4 separate regions of the Mus musculus genome follow, and all the other regions are linked to region 2. Evidence: chromatin contacts called from public Hi-C and HiChIP or PLAC-seq data. All regions are on one chromosome and are shown on one strand. The core of a region is the stretch at or near the end of the contact, and the rest is flanking DNA. Distances in the headings are between cores, read along the strand shown. Region 1 has its middle 33 kb from the start of Gm35330. Region 2 has its middle 180 kb from the start of Gm35615. Region 3 has its middle 13 kb from the start of 1700016G22Rik. Region 4 has its middle 51 kb from the start of Gm40661.

Evidence for each region. A called contact is a pair of places that touch in the nucleus more often than the background predicts. HiChIP or PLAC-seq counts read pairs in DNA pulled down with a chosen protein or histone mark.
Region 1: a contact with region 2 is called in a BATF HiChIP or PLAC-seq map of CD8 T cells, with 12 read pairs. The contact joins two enhancer-like sites. A contact is called at or near these places in 2 of 484 Hi-C or Micro-C datasets (Th1 cells and macrophages) and 1 of 115 datasets of contacts at active chromatin or transcription factors (CD8 T cells).
Region 3: a contact with region 2 is called in a BATF HiChIP or PLAC-seq map of CD8 T cells, with 35 read pairs. The contact joins two enhancer-like sites. A contact is called at or near these places in 1 of 39 promoter capture datasets (neutrophils) and 1 of 115 datasets of contacts at active chromatin or transcription factors (CD8 T cells).
Region 4: a Hi-C map of bone marrow-derived macrophages shows a contact between it and region 2, with 4 times the contacts expected there. The contact joins two enhancer-like sites. A contact is called at or near these places in 2 of 484 Hi-C or Micro-C datasets (bone marrow-derived macrophages and macrophages).

Annotation. Positions count from the first base shown.
Region 1 is chr13:5,755,742-5,759,328 of GRCm38.p6, forward strand. No RefSeq gene overlaps it. Among named protein-coding and RNA genes, the nearest start is that of Gm35330, 33 kb to the left of the region's middle. Within about 2 kb of position 1,695, at least 25 of the 459 cell types and tissues checked have an H3K27ac peak or open chromatin away from gene starts, as enhancers often do. A contact at or near this core is called in CD8 T cells, where this site is marked.
Region 2 is chr13:6,108,180-6,111,526 of GRCm38.p6, forward strand. No RefSeq gene overlaps it. Among named protein-coding and RNA genes, the nearest start is that of Gm35615, 180 kb to the right of the region's middle. Within about 2 kb of position 1,307, at least 46 of the 459 cell types and tissues checked have an H3K27ac peak or open chromatin away from gene starts, as enhancers often do. A contact at or near this core is called in CD8 T cells and bone marrow-derived macrophages, where this site is marked.
Region 3 is chr13:5,842,899-5,846,645 of GRCm38.p6, forward strand. No RefSeq gene overlaps it. Among named protein-coding and RNA genes, the nearest start is that of 1700016G22Rik, 13 kb to the right of the region's middle. Within about 2 kb of position 2,408, at least 292 of the 459 cell types and tissues checked have an H3K27ac peak or open chromatin away from gene starts, as enhancers often do. A contact at or near this core is called in CD8 T cells, where this site is marked.
Region 4 is chr13:5,602,691-5,606,395 of GRCm38.p6, forward strand. No RefSeq gene overlaps it. Among named protein-coding and RNA genes, the nearest start is that of Gm40661, 51 kb to the left of the region's middle. Within about 2 kb of position 1,736, at least 97 of the 459 cell types and tissues checked have an H3K27ac peak or open chromatin away from gene starts, as enhancers often do. A contact at or near this core is called in bone marrow-derived macrophages, where this site is marked.

The DNA of each region.
Region 1 (3,587 bases), core at 445-2,944, 350 kb before region 2:
GAAATCTTCTACATTCTTTTCTCATATAATCACTTTAGTCAAGTACGTCTTTTGACATATAAGGAACATGAGTTCATTAAAGAAAACAACAAACTGCAAAATTGTACAGCTTTCATGGAGACATAGATGACCCTTAAACTATGCATCCCGAATCTTCCTTCGATAACCTTTCCACTCTGTCTTAATTATACTTTTGATTATGCATGAGCTAACTCCAATTCTATTTCACAATTGACTCTTTAATTTTGTCAATTATTATTCCTAGTCCCCAAGTGAAATGTCTTCAGCAATGGAGCTTGTCTGAATGCCGGTGTCTTCTCCTTGTTATGTTCCAAGAGCAGCATGGAAAGACACAGGAGAACCACTGAGACAATAACACATATTTCCCTGGTGGCATCACTACATCCCAACTGGGTCAACCTCACTTACTCTCTGAACCTCATATTTCTCATGTGTAAAAAAGAAAAGAAAAGACAAGAAAAAGAAAAATGATAACACAGTACTAGCGTCACAGGTTCAAAGAGTTGATGGAATGAAATATTTATGCACAAAAGCAAGCTAAAAGGTGTAGTTTCCCGTATTTAGAAATGGACCATCATTCAAGAGCTCTTAACGAAGCCCAGACAGTATGTCTGTATCAACAACAAACATATGTACTACATACGTCTTCTGTGCAAGATTTGAACAGGCAGGAAGTGAACCACGTATCCCCATTTCACTATTGATAATAAGAAAAACTTGTGGGATGTCATACTGTGTTCCATGACATCTACTATGTGCCCTGGATGCAAATAATGTGTACAGAGGCATGCAGATAAGGGAGCAAACATGTGCAGGTGTTTTCAAGGGATCAATACTCAAAGATGGACAAGTCCTCAAGCAGAATATAGTAAGGGGGCATCTCACCAGTAGATAAAATTAAAGAAATAAAGAGACAGAATCAGGTGTAAATACCTGCATACATAGAGGGCTCTTGGACTGTTCAAGTTATGAGTGAGATGGGAAACTTCTGAGGATTTTCCACTATGTAAAATATTATTTGATTGCATTTTATTGTGATGCAATACTGATATCTTGAAACCTAACTATAAATGAACATGGGAGGCAACATACAATATGGGGCCCAATGGCTCTATCTCTTGGTGTTCAGGCCTGTTTTCTGTGATATCATCTATTTGGATACTTGCTGGAGTCACTGACTTGTTTTTAACCAACTGAACTCTGAGGCATGATGGGAGCTCACTCACAGCTGAGGAAAGGGTGCACAAGACTGCTTCTATCTAGGGTGATTTTGACATCTCTTGTTATCATGGTTACTTGGCTCTGAGAAGACACAGCCACATATAACTGACTCTGGCCTCTAACCAAGAGCTTGGAGGAAACACAGGGCCCTCAGTCCCTCAGTCTGCAAGAGTAATAGCCAACATGCCAACTTCAGAGACAAAATTTGAAAGACAATTTGCCTGTTGAAAACTCAACTTGCGCATACCGTCAGTGTGACTTCATATGGGACCTTTTGCTCAGATGAACTTAGATTTAGACCCACATAGCCTAGGAGATAATAAATGTATGTTTCCTTATAGAACTCAGAGAAAAGAGCATTTCCTGGATGTCACATGAGTAAATCAAGCCAACATCAAGAAAGGAAGTCAGTGAAAGCATCCACAGAAACCACAGAAACTTGATCATGATACATGAAATGCGAGCAAGAATCTTGCTTAAGCTATCCTTTCAAAGAGAAACAGTATCTATGTTCCCTCACTATGATTAAGCTGTTTCTTACCTGCAAAGTACTTGCAAAATAAATGCACAAAAACAATTCTACTCTTTGAAGACAAAGACTTCCATTTGAAACAGCCTTATGGTACATAGTCCTGTGAATCAGGATACTGTTAAGACCCAAGCTTCAACAACAGGCACCACATTCTTGATAGACCTACACTTTAACTCTACCATGACAGATAGTCAATCACCTTATAATTAACTTGAAGTTGGTGAGTGCCACCAAAGTTAAAATTCCCTATTGATGCAAACTACTCATTATAAAAACATTTTCTAGGTCTTTCCCTTCCAGGACTCATTTCTGTGAAGCAGGCAGATGATCAAGGGACAGAGTCTATGAGGTCATAGCTTTGTTTTTTCTACTGGCTATCCTGTTGGATCAATTTCATAGCCCTATAGTCTATTTGTTTTTTTTAAATACACGCCAACCTACTTGTCCTATGTCACCCTCACTACTCTCTTCCTTCCTTGAATGTTACTATCCTTGAAATGTTTAGTCAACAGGGATAAAAGTGGAAGGATTTACAAGAGAACTGTAAGGTTTTTTTTGTTTCCAAAAGCATAAATAAAAAAATGAACAATTCATTAACTGCTGGCTGTAATGTAATCTCTCAAGTTTATGGGTATTAGACAGCACATTAAGGCACAGATGTTAGAAGTCTGAAGTAGAGTACACAAGTAAAATAATTGCATAAACGAGTGCTAGGTCTAAGATTTGTAGGTCACACTTTTTAAGCAGTAATACAACAGACAAATAGGAAAGTCAAGGTTCACTGAGAAAGAGAGATAAAAATAAATTATAAATATTATAAAGCTGACAAATGCCATATGCATTATAAACCTTGGGAGTATTATACGGCATTTGATTACCTGTTTGATGTACCTTTTGTTCTAGTATCATTTCTGTTACTTTGGTAAAAATTCTCTGATCAAAAAAAAAAAAAAAAGCAAAGCCAAAAAACAAAACCAAAACCAAAACAGCATAAGGGAGGAGAATGTTCTAATTTTAATCCCAAGATATAGTCCATCATTGCGGGGGGGGGGGGGGACAGAAATTAGTCACATCACACCCATAGTCTAGAGGAAAGAGAGGCAAAAGGTACATACATCCTGGTTTGCTTAGTTTTCTCTCCACCAGCTTTCTCCCCTCTTATACTGTTAAGGATTCACTTCCTAATGAGTGGTGCCACCCACAATAAGTTGTGTCTTCCTACATCGATTAGCAATCAAGACAATCCCTGGCATCCATGCCCACATTCCATTTGAAGCTACATAATTCCTCATTAAGCTTTTTAAGAGGTGACTCTAGGTTCTGTCAAATCAACAGTAGCCTTACACTTGATCTTAACAAGGTCTGGCGTAGTAGTACATGGCTGGAATCCCAGCACGCTGGAAGCAGATGTAGCTCAATCTCTGTGAGTTCAAAACCAGCCTGGTAAGTGTCAAGACTGCCAGGGACCCTGTCTCAAAACCAAACCAAATGAAACAAAATCCTAGCTGCATACCCTTGTTATATGATTCCGAGCTTTTGCTTTTGTCTTTGTTTTTTGGTTGGTTCCTCATGGAAATAAATTTGTAACATAATTGTCTAGAGATAAAAGAGAGAGTTTACTCTTCCCTCTATGCGACTCAATTTATTTGTGTGTTATGTCCACAGATGAATATCTTTCTGCCTCAATTATTGTTGACAACCAAACATTTTCCAAGTTTCTAATCCAATTTGGTGAAACATTTCTCAATTGTTTATACACATAAACTTTAAATTTCTCACAGAATCTTGTGTTTTCTTATTGTATACTGAACAA
Region 2 (3,347 bases), core at 57-2,556:
GAACAGCCAGTGCAAAATTCCTTAGTTGTGCAAAAAAACCAAATACACAAAACATTCTAAAACACTCAGGTGTAACTTTTTTTGCTTAACAAATTTGAAGCTCTTATTTTCTTTCAAGTTCTTTCCTTCCCTTCCTTCTTTTAGTAAATCCCTCTTTTCTTCTCAAATTTCACAGAGGTGAGCATTGTCATTCACTCTTACATTTCTCCAAGGTGGTACAGAATTCTCCAAAGGTATTCTCAATGAGTAATTATTTACATAAAATTATTCATGGTCTTTGTCTAGTTGTTAAATTTGTAGTAGTATATCCTAATAAATAATATAACTTGCCTGTTGAGACTTATGTGCAACAAGATTTATTCTAGTTACATAGAACTGTTGACATAGGAAATGCTTACCACTCTGAAAATGACTAAATGATTTTACTCTATTAGATAAGATATTATGTAGCCATCAACAGAATTTTTAAGATATTTCTAATTACATACAAATGTAAGCTACAACATTCAGGACATCACATCCAGTAGGCAACCTCCTTACTGGTGAAATGCACTAGATAAATGTACTTGTAGTTTTGAATGGAGATTTCCTCTGAACATTCCAACATAAAAACAAAAGATTTAGATACATACCCACCCTCAAGATGAGTAGTTGTTGTTGGTAAGTGCAACTAACACATGCAATGGTTTTTGCTTCCATTTTTGCCCATATTTTCCAACATTTCTCTAATAACCATTCATCATTTGCCAAAACAGTCAGTACACAATAGAGAGAGATTTGTGTGATGAAAGTAGTCTGGCTTGTCCTTGTTCTTCTTTTCCATCTTCTCTAAAGGGATCCTGGTCTCTCTTCCTGGGTTTCTCATCTGCAGAGTATTTCAAGCCAGAGAGGACTGACTGGAGGCACGTACTCTGGATAGAGCTCAGAAGGGATGCTGAGAGCCTGACCTTTAAGAAGAACGAAGTCCACTCAGGCGAGCGATCCTTTGTGATGTGTCTGTGAAGCCCAAGAAAACAAAGAACCCTATGTGGTTTGTTCATCTGAGTCATAGCACAGACTGCTAAGGCCTCAAGATCATTTTTTAAACTCTTCAACTGGATGAAACTTCCCGATGAAGTAAGGAACCACACCCACACACATGGTTATCTGGTAAATTGTGTCCCTTCAATGTTCTTATCCGGAAATCTTTAGCTCCATTACCTCAGAATGTGGCTGTATTTGGAGTAAGCATTGTAAAGGGGGTTAGTGTAATATAAAGTCATAAAGCATGAATCCATCCGCTGCTGTACTGATAAGAAGATGAGGTCAGGACACAGGGAAAACCATAGGAGGATGTGGAGAACCTCAGAAGGTGGCTGTCTACACCCACTTCCCACTTGATGACTTGGGACTTCCCATTTTCAGAACTGTGAGATCATAGATTTCTGATGTTTAAGCCAATTATGGTGCTTTGGTATAGAATTCCAGGAAATAGCTCATGCTTCCAAAGCCTTTCCCTGACCTATATTGCTAACAGCATTTCCCTAGGTGATTACAGTTCATCTGTTTATTCCATGGTCACTAGTACCAGCAAGACAATGATTATGTTGACACAAGTCTTCTCAAGTTAAGCCATAAAGGCCTCAGAGTCCACTGATGTCATGCTCCAGGGACATGCCCGGTACCCCGTGATATGGAAGCAGAATGTGACATTATCCACATGGTTCAAGTTCTGTAGATGTGTAGATAGGAAGAGTTCTCAGATTGTGAGACTGATAGTAAAATTCCAAATGGCTAATGTGGCCAAGCCACAAACATACAGTGAGGTTGTAGTTTCTGAAAAATCACCCACTGAAATCAAGCTATAAAGGCAAACCCTAAGTTGTCACAGAAACCTCAAGATAGTATAGATCATGGAAAGTACTTGTTGGGGGAAAACAGTGGGCATCCAGTCAAGACAGCTGATAAGAGAGTGTATATATTTTACAGGTGGCAGCTTCAGAGAGAGAAGGTTAACCAAGAACATTGAATGTCAAAGAATACATGCCAGTGCCTCAGGGACTACATGGGAAGCTCCAGGGCTTACTGTTTGATGTGCTGCTGTTTTGGTTCTGGGATAATCTTCTCTTGCCATCCTGGACCATTTTTTTCCTTTGAATTGAAAAAGTTTACTCTGCTCTAAGTACATATTGCAAGTATTTAATTTCTTTTTTTTAATTACATATTTTCCTCAATTACATTTCCAATGCTATCCCAAAAGTCCCCCATACCCTCCCCCCCCAATTCCCTACCCACTTATTCCCATTTTTTTTTGGCCCTGGCGTTCCCCTGTACTGGGGCATATACAGTTTGCAAGTCCAATGGGCCTCTCTTTTCATTGATGGCCAACTAGGCCATCTTTTGATACATATGCAGCTAGAGTCAAGAGCTCCGTGGTACTGGTTAGTTCATAATGTTGTTCCACCTATAGGGTTGCAGATCCCTTTAGCTCCTTGGGTACTTTCTCTAGCTCCTCCATTGGGAGCCCTGTGATCCATCCAATAGCTGACTGTGAGCATCCACTTCTGTGTTTGCTAGGCCCCGGCATAGTCTTTTGTTCTACTTTGCATGGAATCAGAGTTAGATATTTACCAATAGTCAAAGGAGCCTTTGGACTTTATGGAAATGTTGAAGCTATTCAAACTTCAGAGACTCCTAAAGTTTAACTGCAGCAATTTTCAGTGTGAGACAGCCATGAGCCTTTGGAGACCAAAGGAAGGGCGCTAGAGTTTGGATGCGAATGAGCTCTCACAGGCCCGTGGTTAGGCATTGTTCACACCTTGTGATGCTTCTCTGAAGGTTGTGGAACCTTTAGAAGCTGAGACCTCACTGTGAGATGGGGGTCACTGGAGAGTGGGTCCTGAAGATTGTAACCTAGCTCATCTGAACACTCTGAGAGTATATCAGCCACGAAAATGTAACATAATACACATAAGTTCATACTATCATGAAAAAATTTTAGAACTATCATGCCTTCCTCTCCATGATGAAATGTAGTCTCTGAGTGTATTCTTTTGCAAGTTATTTTTCCTGGATGTTCTGTCACAGTGCTGAGAAGAATCACTACTTATGATGAAATATGTTAGCACACACACACACACACACACACACACACACACACACACATACACACACGCACACACACGCACACACACGCACAAACACACACACATATACATAAAGACTGGGCACTGAAGTCAACATTTTATTTCTGTCAAGAGTCTGTTTAATGACAGAAAAAGTTACGTAAGAAAGTCCAGGTTAGAACAGTCTGCTTTCCAATGGCTGGCTATGCCATTAATGGTCCATTGGTCAAATCTCTCAATCCA
Region 3 (3,747 bases), core at 1,158-3,657, 260 kb before region 2:
TTGTATAAAAAATGTATTTTTAAGATTCTAAATGGAGAATGAGATCTTTTTCAAGTTCTTTCTGACTTTCATTTTCTCATTGGTGGTGGTATCTTTCACTGAGTAAACTTGGACAAAGACAGTGGATGAGCCACTGGCCTGACACACCATGTGGAGCCTGCCCTTTTAGAGCGACTCAACGCCAAAATAGACAGCAAAGGAAAACTAAATCCAGCTTGAACAATACTGGCCCTAAAATAGCCATGGGGTTTATGACCACAGCAGCAGGAAAGGCTGTTGATCATCTGCCAGAATCTTTTCTTTTCGTTTGTCACTATTGAATGACACAGAGGACATGAAGCCCCTGTCAAACGTACAAGTTCAGAACCCCAAATCAGAGATCCTAATAATAGCGCCTGGTGTATAGCTGTCTTCTCTTGGAGAACTAATGAGCCCAGTTCTCCTATGATCTTAACCTGGTATCTCCAGAAGAGCTGCTGGATGTAAGCGCCCTACTCTTTTTTACGTGTTCCCTCCCTTGTCCTTCACAACAATTCTTGTCAGGTAGGTTTTGTACTCTCGTGGTACACATAAGGAAACTGAGGCTTGGAGAGGAAGCTGACTTGCTTATCCATAGAAACATAGCTGGAATGTTCTTTCTGTGGTTAGAAGCATTTAAATGTGCTGGGAAGGAGAGAAACTCTCACTTTTGACCATCTACACAGAAGACACACCACTAAAACTGTAGATCACAAATCATTTTCAAGCCAATAGCAGAATCATTAGCAAAGGAGAAAGAGACCATTGAGTCCAGAATGACAGCAAAGTAGTTCAGAGAGACAGAGTTTAACTGGTGCTAAGTGAAGACCAGCAAATGGAAGTCAAAGAAGACACAGCAAGTTAGAGGCAAGGGAGAGGCTATGTTAGCTCTTTGCTGTGGTCCAGGCTGGCAGGGAGACATATTGACTGGAATTTAGGTTATTGTGGGTAAAGAGACTTAAGACTGAAAGTGGTCTCAGCACAGCTCTGAAAGCTAAGGATTTAAGAAGTCTTTTGAATTCCTTATCAGTTAACAATTGATGTATGGTAAAGGTCAATTCTCTGAATGCAAAACCCTGACCACCAAGGAGGGAGCCTGAAGGGCTAGGACGAAGTGGAGATAAGTACAGGATTGAACCGGTTCTGTTGGAGGCAAAGCAGGAAATGAGTAGCCTGGTTGAAGCTCTGCCTGTAAACTCTTGGTAAATGGAAGTAATCCATGGTAGTCTTAGCATTTCTTCCATTCTTCATGGGACTGCTTCTGTCTGCTGATGAGGGACCACACCATTTAAATGGACTGAAATCAAACTATTTCTCTATCCCCAAATAGTAGCTTTGAGACTGGGAATAATCTGTGTCTGTGGCCATGGACAGAAGATGGGCCACCTTTTTAGAAAGAGTTTTTTTTCCCCAATATGAGCATCACCCTCCCCTAGGAGAATGTGGGACTAATCCAAGGGTGTTGGAAGTTACATAGCAACTAATTCTTCAACGGTGTTTATGAAACGGAAGCCTAGCAACTCATGGAGGAGTCAGATCCACAGGATCTCAGTCCATGAGGCTTACAGTTACAGTTGTAACTGATTCAGAGGTGGTCACATGTTGCTCACCCAGAAAGTAACCCCGGGGCTGCAAGTAACAGGAAAACAGCCATGCCCATTTTATTCATATTTTATAACCTACAGTAAACATTTACTTAGCAATTCCACCCTGTCTATCACCGCCTTAGACACTTATGCAGAACTTAGAGTCATACTGAATGCCAATATGATGTTAATTATTGCAACCAAAAGAGGCCTGTATCGTTAGACTCTGATGAATTTTTAAGATACACTGGAGGGGAAATTGAGTCATAATATAATTCTCTATGAGGGTTTGAAAGTGTGATCCTTAAGATCCTTCTGCTCTGTGTGACAAGCAATACGATTTTTAAGCTCAGACAAAAGTGGGTGTCTTTTGGTTTAGGGTTCTCTTTTCACCAGGAAATCCCCTCTTCTAATAGGATTCTTTTTGTTTTGCTTTAATCCTTAATCTAGGGGGAATGTCCCATCCCTGTGAGTCATCAGAATGGCTTCTCACAGGTAAGACCTAGAAAATTCCTGAAATGCTTCCCCTGATACTGAGAAACGTACTCAAGTCAATTGAGAAAGACATTAAAGGGGTCTGATGAGAAATCTAAATCCTGTGCCTCCTACCCTTTGCGGGGATGTTGCCTGAACCATGAACAACGTTTCCTGGATTCTAGAAACAGGCACATAGTTTGGAATCTGCAGCTGCTGGACAACACCAATTGGGAAAAATAGTAGCACAAAGGCAATAGATAGCCATCTCGCCTTGAAGACGCTGACTCATGCAGATGAGTCATTTACAATCGGCATGGCGACGGGTCTCAGCGGGACCAACTCAGAGAACACTGTGCGCTGAGCGCTGACCATGTAAACAGTGCAAACTCCCTCTTGTGATTCTAGGAAAAGAATCTTAGAACCTTTAGACAAAGAAATCAGAGAGGAGTGTGGCTGCTGTGTGGGTCACACCAGCAAATCCAGGCAACATCCGGACCTTACCATTCTCAGTTCTGATATCCGCTGGCACTGGAGCCCAGAGCTCAACATTTGGGTAAACATTCCACACTGGAGTGAACTACCTTGGTGACCTGAGTAAATTATGAATTCCCAAGACAGAATTACGGTGTCATCGAGTGTGACTGTATGTAGCTGGGCATACATTCATTTCCCCACTCAGATTAGCTATAGCATAAATAATACAGAAGCACCAACCAGAGCCAAAGGTGCTCACTGGAAGGTTCTTTTCTGGTATTAAAATAATGAGTGTACGCTCCTTAAGAACCTTCTAGCAACATGTACAAATAAAGCCACACACAGTGACAAACTGTGCTGCTTGGAGTTTAGCTGATGACATCCTTGTTATTGAAACAGGAAATGACTCAGCCTGGGCTAGACCAGAAAAGATCATATATTATATTCCGTTTTGTTGGCTCGTTTGAAAAAAAAAAAAAAAACCTACCGCAAGGCAACCATGCTTGTTTTCAGGTTTTTAATTTATGCATTCTAGCAAATAAGAAAGAATTTCTTGATAAGCCATTATTAAAATGTTGCAAAACAGGTTTTTCACAAATGTTAGGATCAAATGACTGCTATAAGCTATAGAAGATATGTTTACTATTTTTAAAGGGGATGGGTTAGGGTATTGGAGTCCAGATAGAAAACCTCTCAGCCCTAAATACTAACATTTCTATACTTAGCCGGAGCCTGGTCTGTTTAGATAAACTGATTTTGAACATAATTTTATGTTTATTGCTTTTTTGACTGCATTATGTCTGTGTGAGAGTGTCAGAAGCCTGGAACTGGAGTTACAGATGGGTCTGAGCTGCTATGTGAAGGGTCAATGCTCTTAACTGCTGAGCCATCTCTCCAGACCCTCGATAAACTTTCAAAAAATATTTTAATTAAAATATATCACTTCCCTCCTTCCTTTACATCTCTCAAACTCTTCTTTTCTAACCCATTCAGTCTCAAATTGATAACCTCATTTATTTTGTTTTTGTTGTTACATATGTACGTGTATATACACAAAAACATAAATATAACCTTATATATAATTCTTAACACATTACTAAATACTAGAGTTTTACTAAAATTCTGATTTTTTTTCATTATGACCTGGCATAATCTGAAGTTTACCTTTGTCTATTAAAACTTTGCAGGTATG
Region 4 (3,705 bases), core at 486-2,985, 510 kb before region 2:
TCCCCGTTTGCTAAATAACATGGAGAGCTATCAAAGAAGACACTCATAAGCAAAGTCTGGCCTCCACGGGCATGTGCACACACATGCAAGCACACACACACATAAGAACACAAAAACATAGACACACACACACACACACCCACACACACCCACACACACACACACACACAAGAACACAAAAACATAGACATACACACACACACACACACACACACACACACACACACACACACACACCCACACCCACACACACACACACAGAATGACTGACAAAGTGATCCTACTTTGAAAGTAAGAGTATCCCAGTGGGGCTTGGAACATTATTTTTCTGAAATAGAATTAACCATCCTTGTTGAAGCAATGTTACTTCCAAGTCCACATTTGTACTCATTTACATTGGCCACTGTGGTCTAAAGAGTGATTAAAGAGAAACATTACTTCATTTTACATTTCTATGATAAATGACTCATTATATTTTAATTAAGTTATTATTCCCTTGTAATTTCAATGATTTTCTTCTTAGAAAGTGCAATTCTGGTGAAGCTGGTTTTGTTTACATTTAGCATGTCCATTCAAAGGAAATGTTTAAACTTTTCTTTAATTATGGATTTTACACACTGATTTATTTTAACACTAAATGTGAAACATCCTTTTTAAGGATGGCGTCTTAGCAAAAACATTCACACACATGGCACTTTCATTTTCACCACAGTCCATTATGAATATATTAGGAGTCCTTATTTTCTTAAATAATTAGTTTTATTAGGGATATAAAAATAAAATAGATTAAATCACAGTACATAATTGAAACTTATGGTACATGGTACATAAATGTAGCCATCTGGACTCAGACTAAGAAAAGAAAAAATATGTTTTTTGCTGATATGTTCTGGTCTGAACAGATGTTTCAAAGCCCACATGGAGGATATGAACCACTTAAAATAACACGTTTGAGGATCAGCACTAGAATTATCAACAGCAAATGGCTGTTCTCATTGAATTTAATGAAATTGCAAATAAAGATAGGATTTCAGAGAGTTATAACAATGGAAGACAGTTGTAACCAATCTCCTAGTCTCCATAACACTGCTCTATCATAGGAGAACGATAAGTGTGCAAAATGTCCCACATATACTTATGCTAAGAAAAATCAGGAGGACAGTGTGTAAGTGTGTGTGGGGGTGGGGGGAATAATGTGTGTGTTTGTATCTGTGTGTAAGTCTGTGTTTGTGCATTTGAGTTGTATCTGTATGTTTATGTGAGTATATCTGTCATAGTGTGTAAACATGTACACATATCTCGATGTGTATCTCTGGGTTATGTGTCTTTCTCCCTGTCTGTGTGTGTTTGAATAACTGTGTATGTGTGTGACTATGCACTTGCCTTTGACTGAGTGCTCTGTCTCTGGGTGTTTTTGTCTCTCTGTGTGTCTGCTGTGACTGTGTATTTGTAGGAGTATGTACATGTCTATCTCTCTGCGTATATGTGACTGCATTTGTCTGACTGTATCTATGTGTATATTTATCTCATTTTCTGCACGTAGGAACAATGTAACTGTGTGTGTGCAATTTTAAAATAAAGGCCTGTTACACATGCTAAAGCTTCCCTGTCAATAACTTTCCACATTCCTTCTCTCAGTTGAAATCTAAGAATAACATTTCCTCTATTTAGGGACATTCCGTTCTTGTCTCGCCCATGAATAGCTAATTGCTCCTGACATTCCCATGTGACCATGACTTCAGCTCTTTAACCCACACAGAACTCTTTCCTGCTCTGAGTGTGACTGGGCATCCTGCAGTTAGCTTCTCTTAAACATTGCTTCAAGTAGTTTTAAAGGAAGATTGGAAGGCTGCAGTAAGATAAGGAGGAATTAAAGACATTGCACAAATAAAGATTTAAGCTTGTTTCACGTAAACTTGTCTTTAGATTCGTTGGGTACTTTGTTGGGCAAATATTTTCTGGTGAGGAATTAGATAAGGAAAAAGAACTATCCTGTCCATACTGAGTAGTATCATGTTGGCCTTGGCATTGTAGCTTGGTGTCCATATAGATTCTAGGCCACTGCTGTGGCACAGGAAATGCAATGAAGCAAAGGCTGCAGACATGTCTAAAATTCCCACCTTGAATGGAAGTATAAATGCATAAATGGGTCTTCAAAAACATAGAACAGGGATTTTCAAGAAAAGGAGACATGGGCGCAGTGTTTCTGAGAAGCATTCTATCACGCCACCTATCCTCATCACTGAGAGTTCTCTGTTACAGAGCTATGACTACAAATTCAATCTCTGATTTCTGGGCTAGGCTAGAAGCCGTGTTTCTCTCTTAGATTACCACATTCTAGAGTGTGTAGTGTGCAGTGTCCAAGGCACAGTCTCCAACATAAGGAGGAAGGACCGCAGTCATGTCAGCTTTTTAGAGAACAGCTTCTAGGCAAGAAGACATAATCAGAGGCAGAACTTATCCTGGGCTTTACACTTGCTTGTTTAGCCCAGGGCCTTGTATACAGACACTCAGCATAACCCCCAGGTCCAGGCAGCCACACTTACCAGAACCTTTACTTTATATTCCCGGTTTCCATCATGAGCTCTGACAGCTGGGTCCTGCTTCAGATTACCATCACCAGACAGATATACAGGGCTGTATGAATTATGCAACACTGTAACCAAGTAGAACTTTGCTTATCCCTGTGCTGACCATACAATGTTTGGTCCAAATATCTGCTCTTCATCCACCTGAGCACATACATGTGTGAAGTGAGAGTTAATATTTGTAAAATCAACTTGAGATTTCTAATCCCTGCCTAACTACATTGTGACTACATGACTTCAGTCTGTTGTAATGATTAGGTTTTCAAACCAAGGTATGTCAGCATATTTTCACTACACTGTGGTCCAAGAAGAAATAAAAAGTTTCAAGAAGGCACACTAAAATTGAAACTGACAACAGATGCCCACCCCAAAGTCACAGATGACTGGTGTGTAGTGGTGACCAAAAGGAGAAGAACAGCTCTGTCTTCTGTGAGTTTCAGGCCAGTCTGCTCTATGGATTAGAGAAAGTGTCCAGTCTTTTACATGACAATTGTTTTTATTTGAAAAGCAAGTACCAGCAATGTACCTACCTCCCAGGGTAGTTGTAAAACCTAAGAAGTTCATTCATGCAAACAAGTAGAAAAGCCTGTCATTGGGAAACAAAATCAAAACAAAAGAAACCAACAACAAAACAGTTCTCTTTTCAAAGGGAATAAAAGATGGTTTATTCTGGAGCCAAATATGAGTAACCATGACCCAGGAACACAGATATAGGTCACCCAAAATAACATGTCATAATGTGGTGACGGTTGCAAGATGTTTCTACATCAATCAATCAATAGAAATGATAAGTTGGAAGATTTTCAAATGCACTGGAGGAAATATGCAGTAGGTAGGATATAGAAAAACAGGAAAATCTCTTATGGCTTTCAATATCACCTGATGTTTGGAATGGTAGATGCTAAGGATCTTTGAACATTTTAGAAATGATTTTACCGAATAGTCCCAAGGGTGTTATGTCAAATACAGAGATAGACAATACATAGCTATCAAGAAGGCAAAGAATATCCAAGACAATTTGGCTCTAGAAATATTAACCCCCAGCTTTCCACAGTCATGGAAGTTTTAATCAGTTGCTAAGCCTTGCAAAGTCTTTAACACAAATTTGCATTATTTT